Linked DNA regions of Mus musculus: region 2 is linked to region 1. A link is a contact called in public Hi-C data. All regions are on one chromosome and are shown on one strand. Each heading gives the region's core, a stretch centred on a gene start, on an enhancer-like site or on the middle of the called end of the contact. The rest is flanking DNA. Distances are from core to core; before and after follow the strand shown. Region 1 holds the start of Eif4g2 (eukaryotic translation initiation factor 4, gamma 2). Region 2 holds the start of Arl6ip1 (ADP-ribosylation factor-like 6 interacting protein 1).

The links. Hi-C and Micro-C count contacts between places; a contact is called where the count stands out from the background.
Region 2: a contact with region 1 is called in a Hi-C map of CD8 T cells, with 4 times the contacts expected there. The contact joins the promoter of Arl6ip1 here to the promoter of Eif4g2 in region 1. A contact is called at or near these places in 7 of 39 promoter capture datasets (cranial neural crest, frontonasal cranial neural crest, liver and 3 more) and 2 of 484 Hi-C or Micro-C datasets (CD4 T cells and CD8 T cells).

The regions. Positions count from the first base shown.
Region 1 is chr7:111,081,777-111,084,285 of GRCm38.p6, reverse strand. Eif4g2 (eukaryotic translation initiation factor 4, gamma 2) reads left to right here and starts at 1,256. Exons shown (of 22, transcript NM_013507.3): 1 at 1,256-1,501.
Region 2 is chr7:118,128,372-118,130,880 of GRCm38.p6, reverse strand. It overlaps Arl6ip1 (ADP-ribosylation factor-like 6 interacting protein 1), which reads left to right and starts at 1,256. Exons shown (of 6, transcript NM_019419.2): 1 at 1,256-1,412. The coding sequence starts at 1,377.

The DNA.
Region 1 (2,509 bases), core at 7-2,506:
TCTCTTATATTGAAAAAAATTGCCCCTCTCCTAAAAAATGCTTTTCTTTTTTACACTTAACCCCCAAATAAAAATGGTTTTTACAGTTTTTAGTTTAAGTGAAAGTTTATTTAATAGCATTAATTCTAAGGCAAAGACCTAAGTTTACTAGAATTATAAACCTTCAAAGCCACACTTTTCAGCAGACTTAAATACTAAGGAAAGTACAATTGTCTGCTGAAAATTCTATTTAAGAACTAGGGCTTTCAACACCAAGACATGCCAAATTACGTTTGGGTCTTTGAAAACCCAGCTCTTGGGAATGAATTCCAAGCCATGACTGTTGAAAACACACGTGCTTTAGTTTAGTAACCCATCTTATTGAAAAAAAAAAATGCATGCTTAACAGAGATGGGACATTTCTCGTTTACATACCTTCATTTTTGGAAAGCTAAAATGTTGCATACTGTGGCATACATACATAACCCATCTTTTAAAATACCACCTGGAAGTATAGTTTGAAATGCTTCATTTTCCTATATAGCCCTTAAATAAAATGAAAGCACTGCGCTGCCCGTCTTTAATGTTTGTTAAAAATGAAGGAAAAACTTTAAAAAATGACTTTGCAATTTCCAAATGCCCGCGCTCTGCAAACACTTCTCAAGCCAGCCTAGTATACTGTCTGGGTCAAGCTCGGTGACAGCAGGCCGAGCATTTGAGTTAAAGCTGCCTCTAGCCTGGGATACAAAGCCCTTCCTTTGATCCTTTTCTCGTTACTCTGCAGATGGAGGACCAACAAACAGAACGCATTCCTATCGATGGGCACACGTCCCTCTCTTCAGCAAAGCTCCCAGACGCTAAACCGAGGCCAGGCCGCAAGGCCACGCCGAGCCCTCAGGACGCCAGGCCCGGGCGGGTCAGGGAGGAGAGGCGAGGAAAAGGTTCTTCTATGCAAGCATGAGGCTGGGACTCCGGAACAAAGCGCCGGCCCAGGAAGACCAGGCGGCCCGGCGGCGCACACTCACTGGGCTCCCGGCGCTACGCAAGAGTCCCGCAGCGCGCCGGCCCGCCGCCCTTACGCCACTGGCTTGGCCCCAGAGCCTTCGCGAATATGGCTTTGCGCACTGCGGCGAGGCTGCGCCGCAACCGAGCTTGCCCGCTGGCTCCTCCCCGCCGCCCTGCGCGGATTGGTAGCGGACGGAAGCCCGGCTGCTGATTGGATAGCGAAGGAGCCACTCGGGGAGGCTCTAGTGGGTCGGCCGCCTCAGAGTGATAAGTTGGGCTTCAGACACGCCTCAGCGCCAGCAGCGAGCCGGAGCTCTATGGAGGTGGCGGCGGGTACCAGGTGGCGGCTGCAGCAGCTACTCCTCTGAGCTGAGACTTTCAAGCCGGCCGCGTCTCCTTCCTCCCCCTTCCCTCCCCCTTTTTTGTTTTCCGTTCCCCTTCCCCCTCCCTTCCCCGTCCCCGACGACCGGATCCAGAGGAGGCAGCTGCGGTGGCAGCTGCTGAGTTCTCGGTGAAGGTGAGTGGAGTCGCCGCCGAGCGGAGCCCTCTAAGATGGCCGCCGCCCCTGGCCGCTTCTTGTCGAGTGGAACAAAATGGCGGCCGCAGGCGGAGCCGGGCGGGGCGGCCTTTCCTCTGCCTTTGGGCTACTTAGAAATCTATGGCCTCCGCGCTCCTTCCTGTGTCGACCGAAGAGCTAGGCTGACGTGCGGTCGAGTGGCGGGCGCAGCCGGGATCCTGACGTGGGATCCGGGAACAGCGTGCGAGCGTGGCAGGCCTCGCGCCTCGGCGGGAGGGACGCGGCCCGCGGCAGGGCCCGGCCGTTGGCGCGGGACCAGCGAGGCGGACGAGTCCGGAGCCCGGCCTCCCGGCGGGGAGGAGGTGTGTGGCCCTACTGCGGGATGTCCCACTCGGGCGACGCCAAGAGCGAGTCTCGGTCCCTTTGTGGGCCTTGGCAGCCGAGGCGCTGTCAGCCGGGGGATTTATGGTGGAGGCGGCGGGTGGGCAGGAGGCCGCCTTCCTGCGGGAGAACAAAGGGCCGGCCCGGAGGGGGCGCCTCCCGCCCAGGCCTGGGCCCTCGCTAGACGCCGCTCGGAAGCTGAGCCAGCCTGGGCCTGGGGGAGGAACTCGCTGCTCTTTTGTTCGCGCGGAGTGGGGCGGAGGTGCCTGCTGCCATGTTGTGTTGTGGCCCCGGCCTTCCGGCGGCTTTCCACACGCGCCCTGTGTAAAAGGAAGGGCTTATAAAGACGAGCGGAGGAAAAGCTGCCCAACACCGGGTAGTGAGGCTCTGGCCGGCCTGTCACCACCCCGGCCACCCATTTTAGTACCGCAGACATATCCCTTGTAGCACCGCCGGTCTTGATAGCATTTCTGTTTAATTTTAAAGGCCCCATAATACGGCTGCTTCCTAGGCAGCATCCAGATTTTTTTTCATTTTATTTTTCTCACAAAAGCTGTTCTTTGCATCCTTGAATACTAAGAGAATCCACGGGGCTAAACAGGTTTTATTGTGTATTTGTGGGTTTTG
Region 2 (2,509 bases), core at 7-2,506, 7.0 Mb before region 1:
GACACATTTCAAAAGGTCACTTTGTGGTAGAAAAAGAGGTGTTTGTAACCTCTGAGCCATTTGGAAGGTTAGTGAGAGCTGGATTGGGACCTGGGACTGGCCTAAACTTAAATTTTACTTTGGGAACACCGACTAAACTAAGCTTTCTGGGGCAGTAGCCAAGTTGCCAAGGAAAAACTTATTACTCTGCCCTCTCTTAGCAAAGTGACTGCTCCTGGTACCACCAAGATGGGCACCTCATTGCTTGGTAGCAGCTGTTTGGGTCCTTTTGTTCTCAATACTGAGGAGAAGGAGGGAATTCCAGGCTTTACAATTTTTGACATGATTTCTGTATCAACCGAAGTCATAATATCCCCCCCCCGCCCCGCCCACACACAATGAGCGTCCTTCCTGGTCAAAACTGTTGTCTGTACCTTCTAGTACTTTCCACAAGTTCTATGACAAATTGTATGCCCCTTTGACAGAGCCACCATAGGCCAGGAAGGGACCAGGCATATTTAGGAGCACTATGTGATCTCTCACATTTCTCTTTAACCTCCAAGGCCTTTAAAGAACCTGGGAATTAAGGAACGAAGTGTTTTTAAAAATAATTTAAAATTAGTTGAAGGTCGTATTTAGCCTGGCTTCCCCATACATCCATTAATCTATCAGTCTGAAGCCCTCCAACATCCGAATTGCTCCTCTACTCATCCATCCCTCCGAATGAAGCGCTCCCCTAGCTACCTGAAGTACTCATAGATTATCAAGTGAAGCACCCCGCAAATGATTCCCCCAAAAACTGGCTGCAAATGAAGCCCTTTAAGAGTTTGTGCATCTTCCATGTTCTCCAAAGGCCAGAGCTGGGGAGAAGGCACAGACAGCGCTCACTTGGGGCAGCCAATACTTCAGTCAGCAGGTGCCACAGCAACCTAAAGCGTCCTTGCCCTTCCAGCCTCCGCATAGGATGCCATTGCGCATCCCCTGCGCAGCTGAGCGGACAGGCGCCTGAGCGGTTTTGATTTCCAGCAGAAGAGCTAGGGACTAGAGAGGCCCCAGGATTTAGGAAGATCTGGGTGAGAGACTAGGTACGGCGGTTGAACCGCTTCCTTCCGCTCCGCCTCTCGAGGGCCACACCCCTGCACTCTGATTGGTCAGAGTCTTTCAGTTTCGCTCTCCTTTGACCTGGATTTCAAGTCATGCGCTAGCTGCCGGTTGGCCCGACTTCCCAGAAGCCGGAGTGCGGTCTACCCAATGAGGAGCGAGTTTCGCGAGGGCTGTCGGGAAAGGCAGCTAGCCTATATAAGCAGACTGCGGGGCGTTCCCCCGCGCTCGGGTTGCCTTGCTGGTGTTGGGGGGATAGTGTGTGTTCGCTCGTTGATAACCGCGAGTCTGGAACGATGGCGGAGGGGGATAACCGCAGCAGCAACCTGCTGGTGAGTTGCGGTGGTCAGTCTGTCCCCGGAGTTTCCGGATGGGCCTCCTGGCCTCGGTGGACTACCAGGGACAGCCAGGCCTTATCTCCACGGTGGAGGTCGCTGCTGGCGATCCCCAACGTCCCCCGGAATCCTGCACCATAAGGCTTGGGCCGTGCGTGAGGAAGTGTGAGAAGGGGGCTGTGGCAAGAAGGAACCTGGGTAACAGGTTGGGGCACTCGGCCGCCAGGGGCCTTGTCTAGCGCTCCGGCTCAGGCCGGAGACCTACCTGTTTTGCCCTTTGATCTTAATCTCATGTTCCGTAGATTATTTTTAATCATGATTCTTTTTCTCCTAAAACTTGGCGCAAGGGTGGAGGGTCAAAGGGCTGCTACAGAGAATTAGTTTATCGCTGACACAGAATTTGTTGGAGCTGGCTGGTTGGAGTTCACCGCAGGAAGCTGAAAACGGGTTCTGCGGAAAGGACAGTGGGGGATCCTGGCACTTGTCTGGGAACTGGCGAGGGACTCACGGGACTGGATGCAACTTTAAAAATGATTTAGCACGGATTTGACGGAGCTACACGAGATGATGGTATTAGAAGAGGGCGCGTTTGCTTCATTACAGGTCTTTGTTTTTGGTTAGGTCTTTGTTTTTGGTTTTTAAGGCTAGGTTTTCGTGTAGCTTGACGAGGCTAGCCTTGTATTTGTCATCCTCCTGTGCTGGGATTACAGTTGCGCATCACCAGGCCCTGCTAGTTTCAAATTTTTAACTGCATCACCCACCTAGGCAAGAACGAAAGATCTTTTTTTTTTTTTTTCTGTATTGTCATTCCCCAGAAAAGGCAGGCCATATCAGAAATGAAAAAAGCAATCAGCTTTTAATGCCTGCCTTTTTAACTGCTAAGTGCCGACAAGATTCTTCGGGACAGTTTTGATTAGTGCAAGATTTTCAGTTTGTATTTGTGTTTAGAGGTGCATTCCCTGTATCCTTAAATTCCCTACACACACACACACACACACACACACACACACAGTACCATACAATAGAGATGCTTACCCTGTACCCTTAAACTCCTCCTACACAATACCAGCAAACAATTCAATAAGAGGATTAAT